Linked DNA regions of Mus musculus: regions 2, 3 and 4 are each linked to region 1. A link is a contact called in public promoter capture Hi-C data. All regions are on one chromosome and are shown on one strand. Each heading gives the region's core, a stretch centred on a gene start, on an enhancer-like site or on the middle of the called end of the contact. The rest is flanking DNA. Distances are from core to core; before and after follow the strand shown.

Region 1 (3,864 bases), core at 491-2,990:
AACACTACCACCAAAGTACCTCTTCTCGCCAACGCTGGGCCCCGATGGGAGCTGAAGGTAGAGGTACAGCTTGTCGTTGTCCGAGAATTTCTGTACTTCTTGCTGAGGCAGAAGGGAACAGAGGTGGAGAAATGAAGCCACGGGTCCAGTGAATGATCTTCTGAGCTCGACCATACCAGCTGACTCGATGTCAGGTTGTCAGAATGAAAGGGGACCTAAGAAATGACTTGAGGTTGGGTGCTCACTGTGCTGGCAACCTTATGGGCTTGTCATGGAGAGAACGGGAGAAAGGGCAAGGGGCTGGGTCTGATTTCATCTCCTACATAGGTCACAGAAGGATAAAGTATGATCCTCACACGTGGACAGCACCGCCTCTCCCCCATGAACCTTTATTCTCTCACATCAACATCACCCTTACCCTTCAGCGATGGCACCTGTATTGTCCCTTCCCAGCATGCTTACCAGAATTCCCTCTACTTTGTTCTGCACGGCCTTGCTGTGGAGAAGAAGAGAAAGCTGGAGGTCACAAGGTTTCCCCATCCCTTTGTCTGACTGCTAGAGACAGAAAAAGGACCAAACAGCTACGGACCACAGACCTCAGCCTGCCTGCTCTGAAACACTTGCCTGAGGAAGGAGTGCAGGGCAACAAGGATCTACAGCTGGGTCTGGAACAGGGTTTGGAGACAGAGACAATTACTTACGAAATGGTACCTCGGAGCCTTTGGAGGAGGGTGGTAGGTTCTCCAGCGTCAGCACCACCTTGGGGCCTTGCCCCAGTCTTGGGGCTCTTAGCATCAGGTTTATCTTCTGCCATCCCAGCATGAGGGCTACAGCTGAGAGAGGAGATCGCTGAGGATTTAACTACTACCAAGCTTCCTTTCTCCTAGAGACCCCAAGGCAGTCCTCCTGTCTCTACCCAGAAATACAAACAGAAGCAAAGCTTCCTCCAGTGGTTTTCCACACCACTTGCCTTCTCTAAAATTAGAATTATTCTGTTACTTTATCAGGCCCTTGTATACCCAAAGAGATCTCTGACATCTCCATTCTATATGTCCCACCTTTTGAAGTCTCCCAAATCTGGAAAACTGTTATGGGAAGGGATAGGGGTGGAGAAGTCCACGTTAAAAGAAATCTTACAATTTCTCCCAGTGCTGCAACACCTCCAGCCCCCCCCCCCCCAAGCCCCTCCAGCCGCCCCCCCTCAACACCTATAACGACAAGTCAAAGTTCTCCGATCCTCTAATAGACTCCTCGCCATTGATTTTGCCTGGAAGGTCGGAAGGGATACAAACATACTCGGCCTTTCCAGGTTTGAAAAAAACTGGGCCCAAGTTCTCATTACTGAGTCTCGCCACGGCTTCCCCCGCTGCCCCCCTCGCCGCGGCGCGGACCCTACGTCATCCCACGACATCCCACTCCGAAGCGTCCCCACTCCCCTCGGGCCCCTCCACCCCAACCCCAGGTGCTGGGCTAGGTCTCCGAACTCAGGGGGCTGGGCGCAGGAAACCCTGCGGGGAACAGGGTCCCAGATTCGGGCACGTGCGCAGGGGCAAGGAGCTGGTCCTGCTAGCTCCGGAGTGCTGTTGCCCCTCCTACCTCGGAACCGTCGCCTTCCAGCACGGACATTAGATAGGTGAGAGAGAAAGAGAAACTACCCTGTGGCTACCTCAGCTCCTGCCCAGCCCCACGGTGCCCAGCCGGCGGGCTCGTGCGTTGCTTTTATTTTTCCTTTTTCTGAATGGTTATGCCAGCCGCGATCTGCCTGGATACACGCACGGCCTGCTCTGTGATTGGCCGTTGCTGCCTCCAAGACGAAGGCAGTGAAAGTCTGCCTGGTAACAGAATATGATTGGTCGAGAGGGGAGGGAAAATCCAAAGTTAGTCTTATTTGAGTCAAGAGGGGGAAGTCCAGGTTGGTTTCGGTTAAAACTGGGGTCGGTTAGGTCTGCGGGCCCGGAAAGGGTTCTGTTCTTAAAGGGACCGCAGGATGAAAGCCCGGGCGCTTGGCTGCTTCTGGAGCATCTGGTCTTTTGCTTTCTGATCCTGTGCGTTGTAAAATCAGCGAGAAGAGGATAAGGGATCGACCGCGGGCTTTACTTGGGAAGATTTACGTAGATGCCGTCTAGGATCCAAGAACCACAGACAGGAGTTACAGGGTAGGAAAGTGATTGGCTAGTTGTAGCTGGGGAATAAGATGAGTTAAAAATGTAAGAAGGTTTGATTAAAAAAAAGCCAAACAACTCTATTACTGGGGCGTCGATAAGGACGTGGAAAGCACGAATCTATAAAAGCAAGTTACTTTGGTTGTGAGAACCAAATTTCTTAGGTTTCAGGAACTCTGTTTAAACAAAATTGGGGAGCTTTACAAAATGGAATGGCCACAGATAGCTACCATGTTTGATTGTTGCCTTTGGTTGTCAGAGCTGTCCGAAATAATCAGTAGGTGATATTTTTAAATTTTTGCTAGAAAATGATGTCTACTGATGGAAATTCGTTATAAAGTCCTGTAACTTTAATAAAATAAAATAACACAAGTTGAACCATTCGTCCTTCCCTCTTTGCTTACCCATCCCTGTGGCCAACAGCCTCTAGGATTGCAGGCTTCCCCTCATTCCACAAAGAATCTGCAAATCCTTAGCAGCTGTACCACATTAAGAGAAAATGTTTTTTTCTCTGTTGTTAGCCGTGGTATCGCCATTTTATAAAGTGCCTCCGTTCTAGTTAAGCCAAAGCTAATGCCAACTCATTTTCCAGATTTCTCCTCACCCTACCCCTCCTACCTGGGTAAACCACAGGAGATGTTTATTGGTTGCCTGACCCTGTCTGTCTCGCTACCCATAGCAACTGCTGACACAAAAGGAAATGGTATGGTCCTTCCACTTTAGACACTTGGCCCCACCCCCTCTGCAGGTATGCTCTAGAATAAAGCCTGTCTGTTGAGCCTCTAGTCCTCCTCTGTATTTTCTCCTTGCCCACCTTTGCCTATTCATGTTTCCGTTTCCTGGGTGTACTTCATCTCCTTCCTAGGGGGCACACTCCTGGAGTTCCCTGCTTGGTGGTGAACACTGGAATTTTGGTCAAGTAGAGGAAAAAAGAATTTAGTACTGTGATAACTTTTCCCTTCAGGTGCTTAACCCTCTTTGTTAAGATTTGTTGAAATCGTGATGAAAAATGCACGGGCAAGCTTTTGTACCTCTCTCAAGTGTTCGTGGTCCCCGGGTCAACAGTCTTGTCACAGCAGAGATGTGACACCCAAGTCATATTTCCAGTTCTGACTGGTGTGCTTCTGTAAAGGAGGGGGGAAGATGGAGGTGCTCGTGGTCTGTCCCCACACCCGGACTGAGACCCCCATTTCCCCTACCGTGAGAAGTGGACATGAATCTTTCCTTTGGAAGAGGTAATGAGTTCAAACAAGTTCTCTTTAAAGGAATCTGTAAAGAAAGATGCCATTGGACAGACCCCCTCCAGTCAGTCTTTTCCTAGAGATAATCTGCTCAAGGTTGCTCTCTGAGTTGAAGTCATTTCCTGTGCTAAAAGTCACACTTTGCTAATACTGTGCTGCTTGAGGGTACCCAACCAAGACCTGAGGCAGCCTCCTGACCACGCAGAACGAGGCACAGGACCTCTAGGTTGGCAGGCCTGGGCTGTATAAGGAAGGGACCCAAAGTTGGGTAGGGGAGTAAGCCAGGAAGCACCTCTCCTCTGTGGTTCCTGCCTCTGCTCCTGCTGGAGCTTGAAGTGGAAACGTAAGGGTTCTTTGGGAAGTCAGTTGTGTTGGATGGTGTTTTGCTGGGGCAAACACGTGGAGTGTTTTCTTGAAGTGGACACAGGTGAAGACTAAGAAAAACTCGTGAAGAAACATTT
Region 2 (3,864 bases), core at 992-3,491, 510 kb after region 1:
CTCAAACCTACTAATTCCAAGGGCCTTATTTACTACTACAAGAAAAAAGTACCCCTCCCCTCTTACCCCCCAGCACCTCCAGACCCTCTTTCCAGCTGTCTATCAAGTGACTCCTACTTTACTGCCTTTAGTTTGCTGACTACCTTCTCCTGTGTGTCTACAGTTCTCTCTCCAACTTATTTGAAAATATTCCCAAAAGGCAGAGTCTTTATCTTATATTTTCCCATAGATCTTGCTTCCTGGATTGGGACTCCCTCAAAAGCTAGGGCATTTTTTGCACCCCCCCCCCCAAAATCCCAGGCTCTGAGTATTTCAAATGGAAGAAATGAACAAATTAAAAAATTGGCACATTTTCTTAAAGGAAGTAAAAAAGCAGCCAGCTGTGGTGTCCAACGCCCTTAATCCCAGCACTTGGGAGGCAGAGGCAGGCAGATGTACAGAGCTAGTTCCAGTACACTGTACCCAACACAGCAGTTCCAGAGGACTCCATACCAGCTACACAGAGCATCAGCCACAATACTACTTTAGCTCATCCTTGTGTGTAACAATAAGCAGACGTGAAGGCCATCAGGGACTCAGGAGGGCGATGACCTCCATGAGGAATCAATAAAAACTTCCTACTCACCGCCTCTCCTGCCTTTGTCTGGATCTTCTCCAGTTTTCCTTCGCGTCTCAGCTGAAAGAGATGAAACTGAGTAGAAGCAATGCGCCACACTGAGTAATTACAGCCCAGCTGTGCTGGGAACTGGTGGGCTTCTGGGTTCTAGCTGTTACTTCATCTTTGAATTAAACAACAAAAGGAAGGACTTCCTAGCAGGTACCTTAAAGTTTTATTTTTCCAAACCCCTTGGTCCTTTGAGCTCACCGATTTCTCCTCTTCAAACAGCTTCCTATTTTCAGGAGAAGCATACACTGCCAGTCCCTGAGAAAGGAGCTTGTTACGACCCACAGATTTCTTCACTGAGACCAGATCACCCCGGACTCCAATTTCTGTCAATGAGAACGGGAATGGCAGATGAAATCTCTGCAGGCTATGGAAAAGATGATCATGGGATCAGCCACAGGTAAAGGCTGTGCCTTAGTGTACTCAGGCCTTGGGGTACATCTCCAGCATCACCAAAAGGGAGGGGCATAGAAAAGAGACAGCCCTTACTTTCTCACAGTTTTTATTCTTCCTTACAAACACCACCACCACCACCACCGTCAATTTACTAGGGCAGGTTATAAGGTCCAGTCGTTAAAGTGCCAGCTGCATAGAGGATCTGAGTTTGGATATTGTCCATAACCTTAGCACTGAGGGGAGGTAATACCTACATCCCTGGGGGCTCAACTCATGCCCTGTATCAAATAAGGTGGACCTTTGGCGCCCCCCTTCTTTCTCTTTCTCTCTCTCTCTCTCTCTCTCTCTCTCTCTCTCTCTCTCACACACACACACACACACACACACACACACACACACACACACCATGCATTTATTAGGAACTACACTTGTCACACGTCTAGCTTAAAAACTGGTGCAGACTGAGCTGTTCAATCAAAGAATGTCACTGTTTGTGCTGCGAACTGTTAGGCTTCTCTTTACACAGTTAACAATATTGCACACACGTTTTAATTTTCCGTGACTTTTTTTTTCTCACCAGAACCACAAAGTAGTAAAAACAAAGCAACAAAAGAGAGGCAGGAAGCGGTTAACGTCAAACAAGAGCAGGGGACAGAGGACAGGGACAGGGGAAGGGGTCAGTACCTGGGCCCAAGCCTTACCGTCCACAGACTGCGTGAGGATGAGCTCCAAGTTGTCTTTGGGCCGGTGTTTCGTGTCCTCCACCAACTTATACACGCGGTGACGCCGGTGCAGGTGCGGCTTTCGGCCCTCCCCGGCGAGCGGCACCTTCCACCAGCGCTCCACGATGACCGTGCTCTGGTGGTCAGGGAGGCTGGGGTGAGCGAGTGTCCGCAGAGAACAACCCGCCACCCCGCCGGCGTCCCCAGGAAAGTCTGCCCCCCAGCCCCGCAGTCTGAGTCTGGCACGAACGACACTCCTGTCCCCCACCGTGTAGGACCCAAGCCCCAGCCGGCCCTCACCTGATAATGAGAGAGACTGAAGTCACGCCCCGGGGTACTCCCTTCAATTCGCGGCCGGAATAGCTCCCGGATGCCTCCTTGACGCAGCCAAGCAGCACCTGCCCACCACAGAGTCCTAACCCCGGGAGCCACAGAGGCCGCCATGACAGCGGAGCGGACAGGCGGAAGAAGGACCCCGCGCATGCGCAGCTGCGCCTCTGGGCTGCCCGCGGCGCGCCTGAGTGGTATAGATATAGGCTGCGCTGAGACCTGGGCATGGGGAGTGGGAGAGTTGCCGCAACCCCGCCTTGCACGCCGACGATAGGACAGCGGAGAGAACTGCTTTTTTTTTTTTTTGTCACCACTTTCCACAGAGCTTTGCGTGGACCGACAGTGGAAAACGTACTTTTTTTTTTTTTTTTTTTTTTTTTTGGCTTCACTTTTAAAAAAAGAGGCGGAGGGGGCTTGGCGCACCCTGTAATCTTCCTGCAGGACAAGTTCAAGCTAATCTGGTTTACATCTCAAGCTCTAGGCCAGCCAGGGCTACATAGCGAGACCAATAATAATAATTAACTGGTGAGGAGGAGGATTTTTATCCATAAAAACCAATGATAACAATATAAGTGGTTTGGTTTAGTTCTAGGTACTGGGATCACTTCTAATTTTGACATGCTATAATTTCTGAACACTAAAATATGGATGTCACTCTCAATTTTCCCTTGAATCTTTCTAAAAGTAGTCGAAGGATGGGATCCTCTAAAAACTCTGCAACTTTCCATGATATTGTTACTATTGTATTTAAGCTAATATTTAAAGAGTTGCAGGAGACAAACTGTAGAGAAAAAGAAACTACTGTTAGGCACAAGCAGGTCCTTCTGTGGAGTCTTTGTGCTTAATAGATGGTTATAAAATGAGGGTCTATAAAGGAGTGTGGAAAGATGTGCTACACTCCATTTTATGTGCACTTACATAGACTGACCTACACGCATTTCCTTGGTATTCAGGACAAGTCTTCAACAGTCTTTTAATTGTTTGCACCCAGCACTCAGTATGTGGAATTTCATTCTTTTTAGTATCCAGTGTCTTGATGCTCTCAGTTCACCTTATGGCTAACCGCTATTTATATGCCAGTGATGTCCAAATTCTTATCCTAGGCTCCCACAAACTTCACATTGGAATACCCAACTTCTTATTCATCATCATCTTATATGTCTAACAGACATTTAAAACGTAATGTATGCCCCATTCTTTATAAACTGCCCTACCTGCAGGTGTTCCTGTTACAGCTGATGAGAATTCCATTTTGTTGTTTTGTTTTCCTCCATTCTTTGAAACATCTTATTATTTTAAAATTTTTACACGTTTGTATATTTGAGATTATATAATTTTACCCTTTTTCTCCTTCTAACCCCTCTCCTCCTCTCTCAGATTCATGGACTCTTTCCCCTTGTTATTTATATTTGTGTTTATACATTCTTAAATATATAAATATAATCTGCTCAGTCTGTACATTCTTACTTGTACGTATGTATGTTTTCAGGGCTGATCATTTCGTATTGGGTAACCAACTGGTGTGCTCTTCCCTGGGGAAGATTATTTCTCCTGTTCTCAGCATTCTTTTCTTGCCTGTAGCTCTTTGTCTAGGGTTGAGGCCTTGTGAGCTTTTTCCTTTCTCATTAGTATATTAGTATATTAGTGTCCTCCTTGTTCAGGTCTTGTTTAGGTAGCAATGTTGGTAAGAATTCACAGATGTAGCGCCCCTGACATTTTTAGGAGACACAATCTCATAGCAAACTTCCTGTT
Region 3 (3,864 bases), core at 562-3,061, 370 kb after region 1:
TTTCTGAGTTCAAGGTCAGCCTGGTCTATAGAGTGAGTTCCAGGACATCCAGGGCTACACAGAGAAACCCTGACTCGAAAAACCAAAAAAACCAAAAACCAAAAAACTAGTTATTTTAGCAGCAAGTTCTTTCCATCCAGTACTCAATTCAAAATAAATTATTCAAGTCCAAACCAGATTCCATCATTATGTTGAAGCAAAACTTATTCTATCTTTATTATTTCAGTATTTCAGAACTAACCAAGAGTCTTCATCAGCTTTGTTGTAAAACAAGGTTACTTTTATTCCTTTTGTTTATAATGCAAACCTTTCTTTTTAACCTTCATATGTATGCTCTAACTGTAGTGACTTTGTGTCTCCATTCAGTATGTTTCAAAATCTCTTAATCCCCCTATTGCTTCTTCTGTCCCTTGTAATCTTAAAAACTCTCCATGGCCAGTAAACTCTTTCAGGGGCTTGTTTGTTTTTATAAATTATCTGCTTCTTTTAGGTTCATAATTTTTTACTTGTGTAACCTCATCTACCAAGCAGGGACTGGGCTAGTGCTGTAAAGCGTTAATAAGTTCTAGATGTAAAGACTTGGTACATAGTCATGTTGAGAAAGGTAGTTCTTGGTGCTTCTCCTCTTCTTCTGCTGGATGCCAAGAAGGAAGACTCCTGGCTCGTTATCTCCAGGTTATTTCTCCGGTTGGGGGGTTGTGTTAATATGTCACTTTGGGAGATGAAGTAATGTCCCCCTCAGGACAAAGAGCAAGTCTACTGTATTCCTTTGTACAGAATGGCAACCTTTCCAAGTTGTGTGTCTTAGGCTCTGATACCTTAGGGGAACATCACTCATCAGAGCTCTTTATCTACATGGTGCTTGGTGGGGAAGAACTGAGAATACCTGAGGAGGCTGATACTGTTTCCTTTGTCTTTGCTTTGTGGAATCTTGTGTATTCTACAACATCTACTAAACAGGAATGGATTAACTAGTGACCTTATCAGTAGGGGGAAATCAAATACCAAAGTGGAGCAGTGATGGCGTAGATTGCTATGTGCATTATTTCTGTCATTACTTGCTGTCACCAGGCACCCAGCTCTATCAAGTTTATATCCTGCCAGATCGCCAAAAACACCAACTGCATGCTTTCTAAGAATTCTCTTGTGCTATTGGAAGAAATGAAATAAACAAGATAAAAGCAACTTCAAAACTCTTGCTAAATTAAAATTATTGACCACTTTAATATCCAGTTCTAAATCATGGAAGCTGTTGTTTTCCTCCACACATGCTTTTTTGTATGTCTGTATATAGCCGTGAAGTTGCAATAACATGGAAAAGAAAGTTGCGCAAAAACAGCTGAGCTTTAAATGCTGTTACATAATTGCTGCTTGACTTTGGTAACACTAAAGTTCCGTATCCTAATACTTGAAATAAGGAACCGAATTCACGATCTGGTTGTATCACTTGATTGCTGGGGCTTTGTCCAACATGAATATACAAATGAATAACCGATTCAAGATTGCAATGAATCACCAACTAGTGGTCGGGCATAATCCCAGCAATCAGGAGGCAGAGGCAGGTGGATCTCTGAGTTTGAGGTCGGCCTGCTTTACAGAGCCAGTTCAGGACAGCAAGGGCTACAAAGGGAAACCCTGTCTCGAAAAAACAAAACAAAAAAAGATTCTCATCATCCAACCAAGGAAACTTAACCAGAGCCCAAAGCCCAATAAACCACAACTCCCAGAAGGCTTTGAGCCCGGATGCGTCATGCACCATTTGCAGAACTACATCTCCCAGGAGGCCCTGCAGCGCCCAACCGTCTGCTTCTCCCGCCTTGCTCCCTTTTCCTCACCCCCTCGCAGCGCGGTGGCCCACTAGCTCCAGCGGTCGGCGGAGCGGGCGCGCGCCGGGGTCGCGCGGCTGCCGGAGGGGGCGGGCGCGCGCCGGAGGAGTGGAGGCGTAGGGGGGCGGGGGACCGCTCGCTTGCTCGCAAGATGGCGGACGAGGACGGGGAAGGTATTCACCCCTCAGCCCCGCACCGGAATGGAGGCGGCGGCGGGGGGTCTGGGCTCCACTGCGCCGGGAACGGTGGCGGGGGAGGCGGCGGCCCGCGGGTCGTGCGCATTGTCAAGTCCGAATCCGGCTACGGCTTCAACGTGCGGGGCCAAGTGAGCGAGGGCGGGCAACTGCGGAGCATCAACGGGGAGCTGTACGCGCCGCTGCAGCATGTGAGCGCCGTGCTGCCCGGGGGGGCGGCCGACCGGGCCGGGGTGCGCAAAGGGGACCGCATCCTGGAGGTGTGAGTATCGCTGCCGCCACGCCCCGTCCTCCTATCCTTCGCCTGTCCTGGCCCCGCACCCTGTCACCCAGGCCGCACCTCTCTTAGCTCGAGAGCCTGCCGCGACCCTCGCCCCCCGCGGGCCTTCGCGGCCCGGCTTGGAGCCTCCTGCTTTCCTGGCGTCTCCAGTTTGTGCTCTCCCTGCTGCTCCCATGCCTTTGGCTGCTCTCAACCCGTTTGCCTTCTTCTATAGCATGCCTCTTTCTGCCCCTTACTGAGGGAGTCTCCTTTCGACCTAGCCAGTACTGTGTCCTCCCCAACTTTTCATCTTTAGCATCATAGTTTCCTGGTCGCTGCCACTCCCCTCAGACCTTGTGGACTGTCCCTTCTGCCCTCTAGACCTGATAGGACCTGTGGTCAGCTCATTTTCCTCTGGAGGCATCATTTCTCCCCACCTTAACCCTCCACCCACTTTCCTTAGTTATTCCCCGTTATGATAAAAGCACACCGACATTTTTGCATCCACCGTTTGGCCTTTTCTCCCCTCTTCTTCTTTGTAGTCACACCATCTCGAGTATACCTTATCACATGCGTTTTTGGGGGAGGGGTTGCAACCTGATTTTCAGGCTAGCTTCTCCATGGCTACATTGCTTTTGAGTACAGCCTTTTCTGGCTCCCCGACTTCCCACGTGCACCACTCCTCACACCTTGGAGTTCGGTTTAATAGTGCTCCTAGCTCCTGCTTCCCTCAGACTGCAGTCGACTTAGGTCTTTGCCCGCTCCGTTTTCCTCCTGCTCTGTGCTATTGCAATCCTACACTTTAAATTTCTCGACGTAGCTTTCCCTTCTCTTTTTAAGGCCCCTTCTGCTGTTGCAACCCACCTTCTGCTGCAGTCTTCCTTCATCGAACTTGTTCAGGCTCACTTGTCACCACCACATCCCTTAAAGCTCCAGAGATGTTGTCTTGGCAGTTTGAACGCAGACCTCCACTGCCCTAAGCTGTGTTGTGGTTGTGATTTTGTACTTTGTCCTAAATTTGTATAGTGGTTGTTGGTTGACTTGTTGGCGCTGTGTGCTCTCATTGTCTCCATTCTCCTTCAATCCTGGATCTCTCCTTACTGCATCTATATTGTATCGCCCCCCCCTCCCCGCCCCCCACACGCAGCCTCTCCTTCCATGATGGGATTTACTCACACAAGTCTTTCTTCTTTTTAAATATTTCATTTTAATTGTAAGTTCCACAGCTGCCTGCTCTTCATTTTGTAAAACAGATTCATGTAAGAGCTGCACTTACAGAATCTTGGGAGTCTGTCCTTGTAAAGGAGCCCCCTTCCTCCAGGCCTTTCCCCCCCCTCCCATTTTTGTGCCCATTACTCTTACTCTGTTTCCTCGTCTTTTCCACTTCAAGAAAGAGTAGCTCACTAATGCATGTGTGTGGAGAGCTTGCACATTTCTTCTGACCTTTATGGAAAGAGATGCTTGTGGGGTTTTTGTTTTGTTTTGTTTTAAATTGCTATATTACAGACTATTTTCTAATATTTTCGGGTAGTATATTTTTAGTCTTTGTGGGTAGCATTAAGATACTGAATACAATAATGACTTT
Region 4 (3,864 bases), core at 852-3,351, 300 kb after region 1:
ACAGGTTCTAAAGTTCAAACATCTAGTCCCTGTGGCCTCCTTATGGCTTCTCGGATGTGCCCAGCTTCTGTGGGAACCAACAGATCCTTGCTTTTCTCAAGAAGTGGGCCCTGTTTCAGAGCCTCGCCTGGGGTTGGAAGCTGACTCTCAGTAGAGATGGGAAGGGGTCATGGAGAATATATTCCTCCTTTGAGTTTTGGGGCATGCCAAGCTCTTGTGGGTGAAGGTAATGGGGATGGTTTGCCTCTTATCTCCAAAGTAAGTTCTGGTCTCATCAATGACTTCTATATCATGATTTAAAAGAAGATATTCTGCAGATCAGATATTTTCTCCCAATCCAGCCTTGGTTTAATTTTAAATTAAATATTAAAAATGGCATATCTATATGAAATTCTTGTCTTCATTTTTCTGGTTAATTTGAAGGCCTACTCCAAAAGTTTTTTTTTCTTTTCTCTCTTTTTTTTAACGTGTGTGTGTGTGTGTGTGTGTGTGTGTGTGTGTGTGTACACATGTGAATACTACATTTGTAGAGGTCAGAAAACAACTTTTGAGATAGAACATCTTTTCTCATTTTCCACAGTGTGAATCCTGGGATTGAACACAAGTGGTCAGGAGGCTTGGCCACAGGCACCTTTCCCTGCCAAGTAGATCCTATTCCAAGAGTCCTTGAAACTGTACATTAAAATGAGGCTTTAGCTCATTTTTTAGAGGTCTCTTGTGGCTGATCAGGCATCTAGGAAACAGACTACTTGTAGTAGAACCATCCTGTCCTAAGAAGCTCTGGGAATAGCTTATACAGAGTGCTGTATGAGTTACTTGTCTGCTGCTGTAATAGAAAACAACAGTCAAGACAGGTTAAATAAAGAGGTGTGTATTTGAGCCTACAGTTCCAGAGGGGTAAGAGGTCATCGCCATCATGGTAGAAAGGTGATAGCTGAGATCTCAAACCACAAGCAGGAAGCAGAGAGCAAAGTAGGAATGGTGGGAGTCTTTGAACTCTCAAAGCCTGCCCCAGTGACTTGGTTGTCCAGCGAAACTACATTTCCGCAATCCCCCAATTAGTACCTCCAACTGGAAACCAGGTATTCAAATGACCGAGCCTGGTGGGGGGGGGGGGGGCTTTCCCAGTCAAAGAACCACAAATGCCTTTTTTGAGGATAGAGAAAGGACCAGAATTGAGTTTTTCTCCTATTCTGGTCACTGATGTCCCTAGTGATTATCTTCCAGGTATAGACAGAGCTTTGTATCCATTCATCACTGGCAAGTGACTCAGAGTCCAGTCTAGTCCCCGCCCACCTCGTTTCCCCACACCCACCCTAACACTTTAAGGACCTAGATGTTCACCAAAACGAATTGCTACCTCTAGTGGTACTGCCTATTCAATCGGATTAGACCTTACACACCGCGCCTGCTGTCCCTGTGACCATCACACAGTGAGATAGCCTTCTACCAGAGGTCAGCCCTCAAGATCCCAGCCTAAGCTTGGGAAGCAACTGCCTTTGGTGCCACTAAGACTCTTTCTCTAGGGTGCAAATTCCTTTTAAGGTCATGTGTCCCGCCTCTCCCTACCATATAAGTCTAGTTTCTGCAAAGCAAGCCCCACCCAGAGCTTAGCTGGCTTTGACTTCGACCTGGGCTACTTGCCAGGAAAAAGCACCTGCCAGACTGGCTTAGACTAGTCCGAGTGAGCTGGTCTTTGGTGCCTGCCTTTCTACCTGTGTGGTAGAACTCTGAGGAAAGATGTACTCAGCTCTAAAAAGCCTACAGGCTGGCTTACATTTCAGGAAAGACCACAGAAGCTTGTGCAAGCCCCAACTCAGACGACCAGACCGATTCTTTCCCGCACCGAACCTGGAAAACTGAAAGGAAAAAGACCAATGAGATACCACAAGATACCTTGTCGTACCCTTAGTAAAATTCCTAAGCGGTCACCCGACCTTCACTCCCAAGCCTCACCTTTACGTAAATCGTCCATAGCACGGGTAGGCGAGTCCTGAAGCCTCTTGGCACCGCCCACCTCTCGCTTCCGCTCTACCTCATTGATAAATACCGCCCTGGGCGTGGCCCATCTTCAGCCCCGCCCCCGACGCGCCTATACTAGGGGGCGGTTCCGCGCGCGCACCCGCCTGCCGGCCTAGTTTCCCCGGGACCTCGGAGTTGAGGAAGCTCATACGACCTCCGCGTGAAGATGAACGGGACGCGGAACTGGTGTACCTTGGTGGACGTGCACCCGGAGAGCCAGACCGCGGTAGGTCGTCACCTTCACCCCGCCTTCCCACTCAGGCACAGTGGCTTTCCAGCTCCGCCGCTCGCGTGCCTCAGGCTCAGGTAGCCCATTTCACCTGACGCCGGGCTCAGTGCGGTCAGCCCCGCGTCGCTCCGTGGGCTTTTTCCTTTGCCCTGTGGCGGACTGTGGAGTGGGAAGCACAGGACGAAACACTGGCAGCTCCAGGGCTGGGGAGGTCCTGTCCTTGGCGCGGACACTGTAGCCCCGGCTCGGGCATGGGGCGCGTTACTCAGGCGTCTCGTGGGCAGCTAGATTGGGTCGTGGAAGACGCTCGAGGGACCGGATCCCTGCGCTGTTTCGGACGTTGCGCCGGCCCAGGTGGGTTACGCCTTTTCGCGTTTCCCGATGGCCTCAGAACCCCTTCAAAGACTTCTGTGATGGCGATCCTTTTACTAGGAAAGGGGGCAGAGGGTCGAATCCTAGGAGAGAGGGGAGAGCATGAGTGGGCGGGATAGGTCTCAGACAACTACGGAATTGGTACCAGATTCTACCTTTCGCCCAGAGGATTTATGGAGCTCTCCGCTCGACGGTCACCTCTTTTGGATTTCTCCTTTTTTTTTTTTTTTAAATCTTGCTTTTCTGGTCCCCAACCCCCTTTCAGCCAGCCAGTAGCTTCCTTGGTTTTGCTTTCATGTCCAGATGCCAAGTCCCTGTAGGGGAATAAGGGGATGCTGCGGAACTCCAGTGGAGAACTGAACCCACCTGGAGTGGGTTAGGGAGAGAGAGGGGGCATTCTCCAGTGCAATCCAGTCTGCCCTGCTCCCTTTATGCCCTCCTCACTCCCTCACTCCCTTTATGCCACCCTCAACTGACCACATATTTTTTTTTCTCTCCAGAGGGAAAGGCCTGTAATTTGATGCTGCATGTTTCTAGTCGTTGCTGGGGGATCCAAATACTCCATAGATCTGTGCTAATTAATTTATTTCCAAGTTGTTGTGGAGAATGAAATGAGAGCCAAAGTGATGGGGAGTTTGCGCCCCCACCCCCCCCATCTGATTCCTATGCGCCTGCCTGTCTCAGCATGTCCTTGAGGCAAAGCTAACCCAGCTACAGCTGGATTATGGCTCTTCAAAGAATTGTTGTAGAATGGGTGCTCATTTGAAGTTCAGAGTACAGCTGATCATTGAAGTCTGTTCACTGTCTCCTTCGACATTTTTGCCTAGAAATATGGAGGTTTCTTTCACATTACAAGTTTTGACATTGCCCAAAGCCCAGCCCACCCCCCAGCCTACCCCAGGTAAGAGAGGTTGACCAAATCAGATAAACAAAACCAAAGTCCAGCCAACAACTAGTCATATCCTATTGTCCCAGCCTCAAGTGCTCCATGCTCTTGGTGCTTTGGAATGGTTGAGTCAGGGAAAGAACATGGAATGAATAAAAGGGGTCATGGGCTTTAAAAAAAAAGAAAGAGGAAGAAGAATCATTTATTGTATTTTTATGCATACACTGTAGCTGTCCTCAAACACATCAGAAGAAGGCGTCAGATCCCATTACATATGGTTGTAAGCCACCATGTGTTTGCTGGGAATTGAACTCAGAACCTCTGGAAGAGCAGACAGTTCTCTTAACCACTGAGC

What was found. Promoter capture Hi-C pulls out the DNA fragments that hold promoters and counts their contacts.
Region 2: a contact with region 1 is called in a promoter capture Hi-C map of pre-B cells, with 3 times the contacts expected there. The contact joins the promoter of Mrpl9 here to the promoter of Rfx5 in region 1. A contact is called at or near these places in 10 of 39 promoter capture datasets (the 3T3-L1 cell line, 3T3-L1-derived adipocytes, the HPC-7 cell line and 7 more), 1 of 484 Hi-C or Micro-C datasets (pre-B cells), 8 of 115 datasets of contacts at active chromatin or transcription factors (T-cell acute lymphoblastic leukemia, cardiomyocytes, effector CD8 T cells and 5 more) and 2 of 9 other capture datasets (liver and pancreatic islet).
Region 3: a promoter capture Hi-C map of the HPC-7 cell line shows a contact between it and region 1. The contact joins the promoter of Snx27 here to the promoter of Rfx5 in region 1. A contact is called at or near these places in 17 of 39 promoter capture datasets (3T3-L1-derived adipocytes, the C10 cell line, the HPC-7 cell line and 9 more) and 1 of 484 Hi-C or Micro-C datasets (Th1 cells).
Region 4: a contact with region 1 is called in a promoter capture Hi-C map of pre-B cells, with 3 times the contacts expected there. The contact joins the promoter of Tuft1 here to the promoter of Rfx5 in region 1. A contact is called at or near these places in 9 of 39 promoter capture datasets (the HPC-7 cell line, embryonic stem cells, fetal liver and 5 more), 1 of 115 datasets of contacts at active chromatin or transcription factors (stem cell-derived neural progenitor cells) and 1 of 9 other capture datasets (liver).

Annotation. Positions count from the first base shown.
Region 1 is chr3:94,951,984-94,955,847 of GRCm38.p6, reverse strand. Rfx5 (regulatory factor X, 5 (influences HLA class II expression)) reads right to left here and starts at 1,740. Exons shown (of 10, transcript NM_017395.3): 1 at 1,597-1,740; 2 at 702-833; 3 at 463-496; 4 at 20-102. The coding sequence starts at 814.
Region 2 is chr3:94,441,713-94,445,576 of GRCm38.p6, reverse strand. Mrpl9 (mitochondrial ribosomal protein L9) reads right to left here and starts at 2,241. Exons shown (of 7, transcript NM_030116.2): 1 at 2,083-2,241; 2 at 1,762-1,918; 3 at 866-990; 4 at 626-676. The coding sequence starts at 2,226.
Region 3 is chr3:94,580,663-94,584,526 of GRCm38.p6, reverse strand. Snx27 (sorting nexin family member 27) reads left to right here and starts at 1,811. Exons shown (of 12, transcript NM_001082484.2): 1 at 1,811-2,282. The coding sequence starts at 1,978.
Region 4 is chr3:94,657,109-94,660,972 of GRCm38.p6, reverse strand. Tuft1 (tuftelin 1) reads left to right here and starts at 2,101. Exons shown (of 13, transcript NM_011656.3): 1 at 2,101-2,248. The coding sequence starts at 2,189. It also overlaps the pseudogene BC021767.